Regions from separate parts of the Arachis hypogaea genome. Here region 2 is linked to region 1. The links are chromatin contacts, called in public Hi-C maps. All regions are on one chromosome and are shown on one strand. Each heading gives the region's core, a stretch centred on a gene start, on an enhancer-like site or on the middle of the called end of the contact. The rest is flanking DNA. Distances are from core to core; before and after follow the strand shown.

Region 1 (7,495 bases), core at 3,178-5,677:
TCACCCTACTTTTTTGTTTTGTTTGAAACACATATTCCTTTCAAGCGAATGAAATATTTTTGGAATAATCTAGATTATCAGGGTGTTGTTGTTGTTGAGGCTAATGGTCATAGTGGGAGTATCTGGGTTCTATGTTCTAATTCAAATATTTCTATGAGAGTGTTGGATGTAGTTGATCAATGTATCAGTTTTGAAATCACTATAGGCAATCCTTCTAGTTATTGTAGTGTGGTGTATGCTAACCCACATATACATTAGCATAAAGAACTGTGGGGTGACTTGACAAGAATTGCTAATATGATCCGTGGACCTTGGATAGTGTTAGGGGACTTTAATGATGTTCTGTTGCAGGGGGCAGTTCAGTCTTGCCAGAGCAGAACAATTTACGAAAATGTTGGAGGATTGTGGGCTATTTGATATCGGGGCTATTGGGAGAAGATTCACTTGGTATAGGAAGGTGAGAGGTGGGGTACAGATGGCTAAGAAGCTTGACAGACCAGTCATCAACCAGGACTGGCGACTAATGTTTCCGGAGGCTTATAATAAGGTGCTAGTGTGCCTTCACTCTGATCATTTCCCGTTGTTCACTAGGTGCAACATGGTAGATCGGGCTACCAAGGGCCATCATCTGTTCAGATTCTAGGCTGCATGGATGACTCATCCTCTTTTTAGGAATATTGTTCATACAGCTTTGAATAAAGGAGCTCTGGATGTGGTCAAATGTTTGTTGGAGGTTCAGAAAGATGCAACTAGCTTTAATAAAAAGGTTTTTGGCAACATTTTTGTTAAGAAAAGGGAGCTGGAGAGACTTTTGAATGACATTCAGATTGCTCTGGAGAGTCGGGAGGATCAACATCTTAGGATTAAAGAGAAAATTTTGTATCAGGAACTGAATTTTGTCCTACAAGATGAGATATTGTGGTACCAAAAATTTAGAGAACAGTGGGTGAGATGTGGAGATAGAAATATAAAATTTTTTCATCTGCAGATGTTTATCAGGCGAAAGAGGAACAAGATTCATGGGTTATTTTGAGGATGGGTGTTCGGCCACAGAGACTTCGACTCTAGAAATGGCGGCAAATTTTTTCTTTCAAAAACTCTTTTCTACAAGGGAGGATATTGACCTGGACGCCATGGGGACTTTTTCCTGCCTGTCTCTTAGTATTGAGGCTTGTCAAAAGCTAGTGGAACCAGTGACGTCTGAAGAGGTTAAAAGAGCTGTGATGACCATGATTTTGTTTAAAGCCCCATGGTCAGATGGATTTCAAGCAATTTTCTATAAAGAGTTTTGGAACTCTCTTAGCAATGATGTGTGTGTGTGGGTCAAGCGAGCCTTTGAGGGTGAGCTAATGAATGCGGCTATTTTTGATACTCTCATTGTTCTAATTCCTAAAGTGGAAGTTCCCTCTTCCTTACGGGAGCTTCGGCCTATTAGCTTATGTAATGTAATTTATAAAATTGTTACAAAGGTTCTTGTTAATAGGTTCAGACCTTTCCTGTCGGAGATCATTGGTCCTTTGCAAGGCGGGTTCATTCCAGGGAGAAGAATGACAGAGAATATTATCATCACTCAGGAGATTATGCACTTCATGAGGAACACCAAATCTCAAAAAGGGACCATGGCATTCAAGATTGACTTGGAAAAAGCTTATGATAGGGTAGATTGGCATTTTTTTGAAGCTACTTTGGTCCGATTTGGGTTTTCAAAAACTACCATTAATCTTATATTAAATTGTGTGACTTCCTCTTCACTGGCAATTTTGTTGAATAGGAACAGGCTCCAAAATTTCAATCCAAAGAGAGGGTTGAGGCAAGGAGATTCCATATCTCCATACCTATTTGTATTCTGTATGAAAATGCTTGCCTGCTTTATGTCGTATAGAGTTTTCCAAGGTTCGTGGAACCCGGTAGCAGTTTCTAGAAACGGACCTTGACTCTCTCATTTTATGTTTGCAGATGACCTCTTGCTTTTCTGTAAGGCATCGAAAGCTCAAGTAATAAAGGTTATGCATTGCCTGGACTTGTTTTCTAGAGCGTCAGGTCTAAAGGTAAATCTTTATAAGTCGAAGGTCCAGTATTCCAAGAGGGTGTTAGAGAGGAGGAAAGAGGTTCTCTCAGGGGTCTCTAACATCTGGTTCTGCAATGATTTGGGTAAATACCTGAGAATTAGCATCGGCCATGCCAGAGCTTCCAAGAGGACGACTCAGGAGGTTATTGAAAAAATTTCGAGGAAGCTCTCTAGTTAGAAAGAATGCCTGCTGAATAAGGTAGGGAGGCTTTGTCTTGTCAAATCGGTTATGGCCTCTATCCCGATTTATGACATGCAAATTTCTTTTCTCCCAAAGTATGCATGTAATAAAATTGATTCCTTGATAAGATAGTTCTTATGGAAAGGCCAAGCGACAAGGAAAGGGCGGTCTTTGGTCAGGTGGGAGGTCACCATAACTCCTAAAAGGGCAGGAGGATTAGGTATTAGGGATACTTCCTATGCCAACATGGCGCTTTTGGAAAAGCTGGTATGGGATTGTCTAAATAATAGCGAGAAGTTGTGGGTGCAGGTTCTGAAGCATAAATATCTCAGAAATCAGTCTAGTATAAGCAGAAACAGTAGAAATTCTTCATCGGCTACCTGGAAGAACATTGTTACTACTTATGAGCATCTCAAGAAAGGACTTCATTGGAATGTTGGGGATGTTCACAAATCAGTTTGGTATGATGAGTGGACTCCTTTTAGTAAGCTGTGCAACCTTGTTCCTTATGTGCATATTTTTGAATCAGATTTCATAGTGGCTGACTTGTGGAAAGGGGTATCTTGGAAGGTTGATATTCTTACCACGTCTATTTCGCATGAGATTAAGCAGTTTATACGTGGTCTGAGATATCCTAGTTCAACTGAGTTGGAGTCACAGTGGGATTGGTGGCCTGCAGCAACAAAAGAGTATAGTGTAAGGGAGGGTTATAGATGATTATTGGAGAAAACATTGAATTGGAATGCCAATAGTAACTGGAACTGGCTGTGGAATACTAACATTTCGGAGAAGTTTAAATTCACAATGTGACTTGGCTTATATGATACTCTACCGATTAAGACCTTTCGATTCAAGCAACATTTAGCTTCTTCAGATATGTGTAAGAGATGTAACAAGGCGCAGGAAACAATGGAACATTGCCTTAAAGACTGTGAACGATCAAAGACAATTTGGCATATATTGGATCTTGGTATCCTGGACTCGACAGTTGGTACTGCTCTTAAAGAATGGTTTCGGAAGGCCTTAGCTGACAATGAAGCGTCTTTTGATGCAGGACTTTGGTGGGTATGGATACATATGTGCAATGACATATTCAATACTAACAACCCTTGGACAGATCACAAGGTTATTGTCTTGGCCAAAATTACCGCCAAGGACTTACAGGTTTACAGGAATCGAAACTATGCCTTTAAGTCTCTCCAAAATCGTTTGTGTTGAGAACCACCGGCACGCAACAGTTTTAAAGTTAATTGTGATGCAAACTTGTATCTAGATACAAATGTAGTGGGATTTGGGTGTATTATTAGAGATTGTAAGGAAGGTTGGATCTCGGGTTGCTCTGGAAGCATTTTTCCTGGTCTATCATCAGATGTGAATTATTTGCTGCTTGGAGGGGGTTGGTTTTAGCTTGAGATTGCGCTTTGAGGAATATTACATGTAAAACGGATTGCCTTGACATTCTGTTCATCATGCATAATCTTAAAAGTAGGTATTCATCTGAAGTAATAGATTTGCCCTTCTCTTCTTCACGTTGAGTGGGTGTTTCGGGAAGCAAATAGAGCTGCGAATTGGATGGTTAGATATGGTGCCAAGAGTAACTCTAATCATGTTATTTGGTCTGAGCTTTATGTTGATTTCCAGCAAATTATTCACTCGGATATAGAATGGTGTTTGCTTTGTTTCTTTGCATGTTTAAAAAAAAACCCTTATCTTTATATTGACCCTAAAACAAAAGTAGAGAAAGAAATGGATGCTTCGGCATTGGATATGTTAAAGTCCAATTACAAAAAACAGAATGAAGCCAGACTGTGACGTATTTTGCTGTTTGTATAATGTAACGCCAGCCTTGGCAGCAGAAAATAACTAACAATCTACCATTTCGTTAAGACCAGAGATCCTACGTTGTTTATAGTCCAATAATTAGAATTCAAAATTTAACTGACGGAAAAACCATAGGCTGAGACACTAGTATCTTCTCCTCATTGGAATATTCTTATTATTCCTTCTTAAATCTTTACCATGTGCCAGCTTAGAGGGACGGTTCCATATATCTGTTTGTTTCGTTTGCTTCTTTGCTAGTGAGGCCAGAATCACTTTCTGGTTTCTTCTTCACACAGCTCCCATTTTTAAGTAACTGTTATTTCATTGACTTTGGTTGTTACTGAAACATACGTACATATTTGCCATGGGATGTGTCTTCGGCCGGTTAATGGTCGATTCTCCACCTCGCAAACAGGTCAAGTCTAAGCGGCGTCACGGTCACCATGGCAACAAAGCTATGACCAAGAAAGGTTCAAGGAAACATCATCCTTCTAAGTATGCGGATATGAAAAGGGAGAGTAGGAGACAGAGTGTGAAGGAGAATAATAATAATAATAATATTAAGAATAATTTATCCGGAGCAGTTGAACAGCAGGTTTTGCGAGGTGGAAAAGAAAGTTTGGCTGCTCCCAAAGAAGAGAAGAAGATTGAGAGAGAAGACGATGATGAAGAGAAGAATATTGCAGGATATGAATTTGTTGATGGATGGCCAAAGTGGCTGGTTGATAATATCCCAAGATATGTTCTTGATACTCTTGTTCCAAAGAGTGCTGATTCCTATATAAAACTGGGAAAGGTAACAATACTAAGGAGGCATGTCTTAGGTTGTATCTAGACCAACTCTTTTTGGTCAATATTAGCCGACTATTTTAAAATTGAGTTATGCTAAGTGTACATTAAAATCAGCCACTAAAGTTAGTTACAAGTATAAAATACATGTTAGAATACAAATATACATTAAAAATAAATTAAACCACACATGTATTTATACACAAATATATTGGTGACTGATTTTGATGTACAAATAGTATTTTTGTTTAAAATTATGTTATTTATTTTAAATTTTAGATCCTAACTCATAAGGTTGGCACTTATATACATATTGGAAGGGTACATACCATACAGAGACATGCTTTATTGAAAAAAATAAAGGGACCTATATATGTTATCCACCCTCTCTGTCTATATCTCTGTACATTCTCACTATGTATCTCAGTAAGCACCAAATTATAAATATTTAGTTCTAAATTCTAAAAGGTTAATGTTCGCTAACTAAAAATTGGTTAGTGAACTTTTTCTAATAAAAAACTTATAATATATGCATGCAGGTAGGATGTGGAACATATAGCAATGTGTACAAAGCAAGAGATAAGCGAAGTGGGAAGATTGTTGCTTTGAAGAAAGTGAGGTTTGACACATCTGATCCTGAGAGTATAAAGTTTATGGCGAGAGAGATTATGATACTTCACACATTAGATCATCCGAATGTGATCAAGCTTGAAGGAGTAGCAACATCAAGAATGCAATACAGTATATATTTGGTTTTTGAGTTCATGCATGCTGACCTTACACGAATTATAGCCCGACCGGCGGTGAGACTAACTGAACCACAGGTTTGGTTTTAATTAGAAGATGTGATTAGTTGAACTTTCATATATCAATATATAACTTTGTAATAATAGAGTGCTTTATGATTTTGTTGCAAAAGATAAAGTGTTACATGCAACAACTGCTTTGTGGGCTCCAATACTGTCACGAAAAGGGTGTTATCCACCGAGATATTAAATCTTCAAACTTGTTAGTAGACACAAGAGGGGTGCTGAAAATTGCAGATTTTGGTCTTGCACATTCTTTTGACATCAAATCCAATGGCCCTCTTACAAATAAAGTGGTGACTCTTTGGTATAGAGCTCCTGAACTTCTCTTAGGTTCAACTAATTATGGATTTGGAGTTGATCTCTGGAGTGCTGGATGCCTATTGGCTGAAATGTTCGTTGGAAGACCGATAATGCCGGGAAGAACAGAGGTAAAAATAAAATAAAGAATGGATAAAAATAATACACACTAAATATCATATATGAATTAATTTTTTTCGTGCTGGATTAAAATGCTATGGAAAAAAAAAAACACAAAATTATCCACCAAAAATTTAAAATCTCAAAAGTACACATGAAAGATAAATTCCATTGATTATATCCACTAATCGGTCATGCAACTTTGAAAAGGCTTAACACGTTACGAATGTGATCATTTACATCAATTATCTCAAGGTCATCAGGTGCATCAACATGATGCCCTTAATAGAGTTCAGAGATATAGGAGATTATGCAGAAAGTGTTGAAGCAGAGGAAACAGAATTATGATCAATGAATGAAATTAAAGAGTATTGTTATTGTTTTTTTATCACTATATACAAGTCTTATATACTAGTGTGGTTCTAACCATCTCACAATAGGAAGTAACAACTAACTGCTCTAACAATTCTCTTATCTGACATAACAAAAATCAGTTTCCTTGTTTGCTAAGTAACCTCCTTCTTTCTTGTTTAGCTCCCAATAAACATGTACAGTAGTACCAACTAGGGAAATAATGTGGCACGTGTGAAGTCCCCTTCATGGTTACACAGATCACTTTGACAAATTGGTGGATATGACTAATGAAATTTATCTTCTATCTGATTTTGGATATATATATATATATATTGTATTTTTCCTAAAATAAAAAGTCTTAATTGAAATTTGGGAAGGAATAAAAAACATGTCAATTTTGGCTTGGATTCTAATTAATAAGTACTTTGATTTGATGTTTGTAGGTTGAACAGCTTCACATGATCTTCAAACTTTGTGGTTCTCCTTCAGATAATTACTATAGAAAACTGAAGTTAACAAGCAGCCATCGTCCGTCACAACGTTACAGACCTAACTATAACGGAAACTTCCCGAACCTTCCTTCGTCTTTCCTTCATCTCTTGGCCACGCTTCTTGATCTTGACCCTTCACACCGTGGCACCGCTGCCTCTGCTCTTCGAAGTGAAGTGAGCCATTTTGATATTTTATTTTTCTCACGGTTTTTTTATATGTTAAGTTTATTGCAACTAATTAGTTAGTTATGCAAGTTGGTTAAGTTTCCTTTTACTCACTTTAATTTTAACTGATTATTATATAGTTTTTCAATTCAAGTCCGTTACCGTGCGACCCTTCAGACTTACCAGCAATCTACAATAATAATAATGATGAGGATGAACGAATTCATCAAAAGAGACGTAGGTAAGCTATTATATATTCCACATACTTGTACATATGATGCTATTTTTAATTTCTACATGAACACCAACTTGTGAACTTGTACATACCAACACGTGAATGAAATATACAGAAACGGATCATTATAGAGTGATAATAATTCAAAGTTATCTTATTTAATTC
Region 2 (7,495 bases), core at 3,412-5,911, 380 kb after region 1:
CACTGGCACGTTTCCTTTTTGAGTAGTAGAATCGGTAATCGGCGACGTCGCTCCTGTTGGAAAGGGTTAGCTAATAGATCTCTCAGCTCAGCTGACATCCATGGTCATGGTATGTATACGCCTCTCTCGATTCCTCAACAAACTAGACAACATGGGTCAAAGCCGAAACCATGGCAGACATCTCCTCCTCCCTATTCAAACCCGGAAATATCATATGCATTGACGATGACAATGTAGAATTGTTGTTGTTTATCCTCTCATCAAGTTCCAATTCCCTCTTCTCAACAACCTTGTTTCCATTCTCTTGAGGATTCGCCACCTTTTCAATACAACACCAATACAACACCATTCGTTTATTGATGAATTATTGTGGAATATTACATTCAAAACTTATGTTTAATTCAAAGTTGTCGAGTAAAAGTAGCTTATTGAATATTTAAATTTTAGTTTGATGATGGCTTTGCATCTATATTTCTAGGATTAGTTTTGCTAACTAACCAACTAGGGTATTAACTCAATCTGATCTTTGTTCATGTTTACAAAAGACATGACGATAACTATTTTGTTTTGGGACAACCCGATCTTTCTATAAAGAAAATCCATTAATGAGTGTCGCAATTACCTTTGTTAAAAAATTTATTTGTATTTTGTAAAGAATTTTAAACGCCCACAAAATTAAATTCTTTTCAACATGACCACTACTACCACCACCTTTTTCATCCTCATCAATATCACTTCTACCTTTATTATTGATTTTGCATCAAAATGTTAATACGTCTCTTCATTCAAAATTTTACTCTTGACAACAATTTATAATTTACAAAGTCTCATCAAAGAAATTCTAGTAATTACCAAACATTTTAAACACGAGCATTGACACACAAATGCTGTAATTCCCTCAATAACTTAAAACTGTAACAGAGCATTATCGACGGACAAGAACTAGCGTAATCAAACCCCCCCCCCCCCCCCCAAAACAAAAACAAAAAGCAAAATAGCATCTATGAATTTTCCAAAGTGATTGAAATTCAATAAACCCTCCTTTCCTTTGCTCGCTTCCAGGAATTCTGACCCCTAATCTTCCACTTGGTATTCCCCACAGTTTGATTTTGTTCTTCAATTTCGCGTACCTTTCGCTTCCTACAATGAAGATGAATGAGGTGAGTAAATATCCCAAAAAGCATAGCAACAAATACAAACAAAACGAACAAACTTAAGAATGGTATTTTTGAATGGTCAAGACTTTTATGACCCAACTGCCTTATTTTGGCAGATAAATTAGACGATCCAGCCGATTGGTCCATTTTGACAACCCTAGTATTTTCTGATTAACCAGCGAAATCTGTCTTTTACTGCAAGTGCCTATTTTACCTATATGCCGCAAGCTTTTTATCAGAAAGCAACTCATCTGCAATGGTTGCTTTCCTCTCCTTCTTTGTTAATCTTTCCGAGTAGAATTCTGATGCATCTTCTACAACTGTTCCCACCTGGTCACATTCAAATGACAAAAATAAATAAATAAATATAAAATAAAATAAAGTAAAAATTCATTGCTCTCCAACAGAGATTGTAATTTTATACCAAGGAACATCAATCATATGCTTGCCTATGATATATATACAGATTGGGTATACAACAATGAACTTGCCTGGAAATACTTGGGAAGTGCCTTTGAGTTAGAATCACCCTTCTTATAGTGCCGTTTTGGATCTAACGCAGACCTCAACTGTAACAATAAACACAGTAAGAGTGTAAGGATCCCATTCCACTTGTGAAACTAAGGGATAAAAGTGTGTTATATAAAAAATAAATGTTAGGCGACCAATATTTTTCTCTTGTAGTCTTGCATTTGAGCCAACACTAATCAACTCATTTTTTTTTCTTTCACTGAAAGTATTAATCACCTAACATTCTCCAAAAAAATATTACATAGCTATTATCATGATTCAAATAACTGGGAACATACAAATTTGTTATTAATGAATATTATATACATGCCTACACATTTTACTCCCCAAATGCTAACCGATCCCATTGGACTTTCAGCTGCCTGAAAGTTTGTCTTCCCATTATAAGCATATACAATATAATTTACATCAATCAAGCTGAGAACACCAGCAAAGTTTTCAGGAAGCATCAAACACCCCACAAATCATTGAGGATAGTTAAGTTGGCCCAAAAAAAGGGGTAAAACAGACTATGAAAAGGGATCTTGTTAGGAAAACAGACTAACATGAAATAAAGTTAACTTGACAAAGAATCTAAATCTGAGTAACTGTTCTTTCCATTTTGAATGTAGGTACATGTTGCCCAATCCAAGGAAAACATAAAATGGCAAAGATATCAAAACTCAAAAATCACCTTCAACAACTTTAGATCTGTCTGCAACTCAGGAGTGATGGTTTGAGCAGGCATGTCAAACCTGACAAACATACAAATAAGATCAGATAACTACATATTACATAATTTCTTTTTATAGTTTCCCAAAAAGAGAGGGGGGGAAGAAAGATATAACTAAACAATCTCCTAATTCTATTTGATTAAAAATGGAAGTCACCACCCCTATACCCAGCCCAGCTAGTCAGCTGTGTAAAACTACTTAGACAAGTAATAAAAATAAGATTCTTCAGTTTTAAAAACAAAAAGAAACTTAACCATGGTTGCATTGCAAAAGAAAATTTGCTCCAGAAAATATATTGCATACCAATCTTTTCCAGCAGTATCTTTAGCTTGTTTTCTCAGTAATTTGTTTAACTTTCTAGGATCATTAGGAGGAACGAAAAGGCCATCAACAAGCTCTGTATTGGGTTTCCAAAGACTACTATTAGATGCCTCACTTTGAGGTTTGTTATGACAAGCATCTGTGGCTTTTGATGATGATGGAATCAACAGCTGTGGTTGCCATGAAAGTCCAACCAGCAGTTTACCCTCCGGCATCCCTATACTGAAGCAGATTGCACAATCAAATAACCAAGAGTTACATTTAATCTCTTTTTTAAAAGAAAAATTGACAATCTAAATGAGATATGCTAAAAAATATATTCTAACTTATATAACAAAACTATAGTAAATTTCATAAAACATCATGGAAATTGGAAACTATGCAAATATTTACGGCAAACTTTGAGAATTGCAGCAGTGTCTAACAAAATGAGCATGGTGGGGGACAAACCAAATTAAAATTAGGTAATATTAAGTTAAAAAAGGCATAAAACATAATATAAGGTTGGAAGTGCAGCCACATAACTCAAACAAAGTTTATATTTTCCACGTTGGGTATTTTATACAACTTGTTGAATTTCCATATTTTCTATTTCACATGTTTAAGTTTGATTTATTGGTTTTGGTTATTAGCGATGTCAAAATTTTGCATCGGGTCTTTCACTATGAAGACTTTCACTGTGAAGACGACGACAAAAGATAGGAAAAAACGAAGGTTGCTAGAACCGGACCGGTTTAATAGTGCCCAAACAAGCACTGAACCGCTTTAATTAAATATATACTAAAATTATTAAAAAATTAACTCTCCCATATGTGAATTTCTGTAAGTCAATCAAGTCACTCTGCAAAACATCTAAAACATGTATCCAGCCTAAGAATCATAAGCATAATTCAACTAAATCAACCAAATCATATGAAGCCATATAGTAAATTCAATGCAGAATTGTGGCAATATTTTTATTTTGAATCAATAACAGCAAAACAACAATTCACCAAAACAAATACAATAGATTGGATTTAAAAATTAATCTCAGCAGAATTAATAAATTAAAAATTAAATTTATAACTCAATCTCAGCAGAATTAATTCACTATGAACGGACTGAATTCAAATAAAAATTCAAAACATTCATATCTCAAAATTCAGCAGAATCATCAATAATTCATCATATGCATGTTCAGAATAAATTTCAAATTTCAGAGGGATAGAGTCAGGAGATAGAATCAGGGAGAGTTAGAGACTGAGACTTGAGACCTGAGAGGATTGAAGGCTTGAAGCAGAGAAGAAGAGACTTGAGACCTGAGACCTGAGACCTGAGACCTGAGACCTGAGACCTGAGAGGGTTGAAGCAGAGATCAGAGACTTGAGACACGACGAAAGGTAGAAAATCAGCGACTGCGGGACTCCACGCGAAGAAGAGAAGCAACGACGATGAGACACGATGCGGAGCAGAGAAGCAGAAACGACGCCGGCGAGGAGGGGAGAAGCAGAACGACGAGGAGGGGAGAAGCAGCGACGACCCACGGCGAGGAGCACAGAAGCGGCGACGATCCACGACGAGGAGCAGCGAAGCAGCGACAGAGAGAGAAGGGAGAGAAAGGCTCGGCGATGAGTTTGAGCTCTGAAGTGTGGGATTAGGATGGTGGGTGCCTGGGTGGTGGCTGTTATTCGAAGAGAAGAGAAGAGAGGATTATGGGTGGGATTAGGGTTTTCTGCTGTGTGTGAGAGAGAGAGAGAGAGGGCGCCCCGGGGGGGGGGGGGGGGGGGGGGGGGGTTTATTGAACCAAGGTTGCTGAGAACCAAAGTTCTAAAAACCGGATCATTGAACCGTTATAATTATTGATGGCTGGTTCTACTATGGCGAAAGTATAATGTGGTCCTCTAAGGATCAAGGCAGTTTATAAAATTTTAAGAAGTTTGTTGGTTCATTTTTAATATGGCAATTCATCATAAACTTCTCTTGTCACATAACCACAATCTGTGCCCCACACAAATGTTTGAACTGAAAATTTTTTTTTGTCATCCGCAAGAGTCTCCAAATCATATCACGTAGCAATATTTATATTTTGTTAAAATTAAAAAATATTGTTGTAAATTTTGTTAAAAATATATAATTATATAATACAATTTTTTTATTCAAATACTTGCAAATATATATTTTATTTTAAAATGTTATATACAAGATGATTTTGCTTTTTATAATTGAATTAAATTTTATTCTTTGCTTTTTATAATTGAATTAAATTTTATTCGTTGAGAGGTCAATATGCTGCATTTAGTGACGCATTTAGTGACGGACTCAGAAAATTTTAAGAATAATATATATATATTAAAATAAATTTTTGTTAAATATTATTAATTATACTAAAAATATAATAAAGATATAAAAATTAAAAAGAATTCAAAAATAATTTCATTCTCAATATTATTTATTATATATAATTTATAAAAAATATTTTTTATTTTTAAAATTTGAACGTAAAAATATTTTAATTAAATTATAAATAACTTATTATCCTAACTAATGTTGTTGTTATTTATTTTTATACACACCTAATAATAAAAGATTGAATCACTTGACACGTTAGCGCCTAATGATAAACATATATAAATATTAAAAAAATTAAACCAGTATATAAAAAGTATGTTTATATAAAATAATACAAATTTAATTTATAATTTTTTTTACCTTTTTTTAAAATAATTTAAATTTTATATATTTTTAATTTAATTTTAACATGATATCAGATTAAAGACTTTATACATATGTTTAATTATATATTATAATTAAAATATTTTTTCATATTTTGTCTTTTAGTTTAATTATTTTATTCTATTTTATTACTCAGGATCTCTGCTTTTGAAATAAAAACTCATTTAAATACCGTATAGATATAAATTATTTGTTAATAAATATTCTAATAATTTTTTACTGAAAATAAATTATTGACAAAAAAAAGGATCTTTTTCTTTATTTTTTAGTTATATTTAAATGTGAGTTTCAAAAAGAGACTTGAGGGATAAAAAATAATTTAACTATCATTAGATTAGACTTTTTTTAATTATATATTATGTTTTTTAAATTATATTACATAACCATATATTATATTTTTAATTAATATATAATATAAAATATTTAATTAAATATTATTTTATATTTAATTTAATTTTATTATTATTTTATGTTCACTTTTTTTTAAAATTAATTGTCTTTTTAATTGTAAAAAATTATTAAAATAAATATTAAATTTTATTAAACATTTATAAAAATAAACAAAAATACTTTTATTAATCACATAGTATTTACTTTTTTAATTTATAGATGTTTAATAAAATTTAATATTTATTTTTTATATAATTAAAAATAATTAATTTAAAAAAGAGTGAATATAAAATAAAAAAGTTAAATAAATATAAAAGTAATATATAATCGAATGTTTTAAATTATATATTTTAATTAAAAATATAATATATGATTATGTAATATAGTTAAAAAAAAACGTAATATATAACAACAAATAGCATGTCTTAGTAGTGGTTAAGTTGTTTCTCATCCCTTAAATTCTCTATTAGAATCCCAATCTAGCATGATGACATAAACACTATAATGTTGAAGATAATTGTATTTCTTAAGGTGTAAAAATGAGATTAAGTAAGTGTTGAGAGTTCGAATTTTATCTTGTGTATACAGTTATTTATTGGCAACGATAAACACAAACCCTTAAACACAAATTCTTAAATAGAGTTCAGATCCGTGACAGATTAGTCATTGACTTGTCAGATTAAAAGATACCGTGAATAAGTAAAAAAAATTAATAAAATTAAAAAATATAAAAATGTTAAGATTATAAAATAAAAAACAAGAAACGTTTATATAAGGATTATTTTGATCAATTTTGTCATGCAATTCCTATATATATTTTTTCTAGTTATATTTTAGAAAAATAAATAATTCTCCTTTAACTAGTAAAAAAAACTATCCAAACCATCAATAAAAAATATAAAATAATGTCTAATTTTAACTTTTTTTTACTCGTTTTTTTTTTACGTGTTTCATTATTACTTACAAATAAATATAACAAAGCAAAAGAAATTAAGAAAATATTTATCGAAGTTGTACTAAAAAAAATATTAAATAAAAAATATTCATTCACAAAACCTTTCTTTCATACTTCGAATAACAATGCAGTAATGCACATGGTTGCTATTAATAAAGAATATAGGCCAACACATTAATAAATTGCTTTAATTATAAAGGACTCGTTTGCTATTAGAAAATATTTTAGGCCACATTAGAAATGTACATAAATGCTGTACGGTTGCAATATTGGCCACAAATTAGGAATCTTATCAATAGGTTCTTAAAGAACCATAAAATTCTTTCTCCACCATAGCCAAATCCATTATTGATTTATTAATTTATTGGTTCAACAATTATTCAATCGAAAATTTATTTTTAATAAAATAATAAATAAATTATAAATAAATATTCTAAAATATTATTATAATTTAATATAAATTTTAAAATATTTTCTAAATTTAAAATACTTCATGATATCTTCAACAAAAATCTTAAAATCTTAAAAAAAAGTACAAATTTAGAAGTTAAATAAAAATTATATCTAAACATAAAATGCCAACATAAAAATTTGTCATCAATCATTCTAAATTAATAAAGTTTGGACCATTATTGGAGCATACAAATTTTACTCGCGAGAGACTCTATGAGGAAGAATAGGGATGGCAACGGGTCCTCATGGGGCGGGGACATGCC

The links. Hi-C and Micro-C count contacts between places; a contact is called where the count stands out from the background.
Region 2: a contact with region 1 is called in a Hi-C map of an unstated tissue, with 2.5 times the contacts expected there. The contact joins the promoter of LOC112783062 here to the promoter of LOC112786115 in region 1. A contact is called at or near these places in 2 of 8 Hi-C or Micro-C datasets (leaf and an unstated tissue).

Annotation. Positions count from the first base shown.
Region 1 is chr20:107,938,986-107,946,480 of arahy.Tifrunner.gnm2.J5K5, forward strand. LOC112786115 (probable serine/threonine-protein kinase At1g54610) reads left to right here and starts at 4,428. Exons shown (of 7, transcript XM_025829531.2): 1 at 4,428-4,866; 2 at 5,399-5,683; 3 at 5,779-6,096; 4 at 6,883-7,104; 5 at 7,236-7,336. The coding sequence starts at 4,435.
Region 2 is chr20:108,322,201-108,329,695 of arahy.Tifrunner.gnm2.J5K5, forward strand. LOC112783062 (rRNA-processing protein fcf2) reads right to left here and starts at 4,662. Exons shown (of 6, transcript XM_025825817.3): 1 at 3,976-4,662; 2 at 2,705-2,939; 3 at 2,362-2,422; 4 at 1,649-1,726; 5 at 1,372-1,487; 6 at 781-1,140. The coding sequence starts at 2,937. The coding sequence ends at 1,029.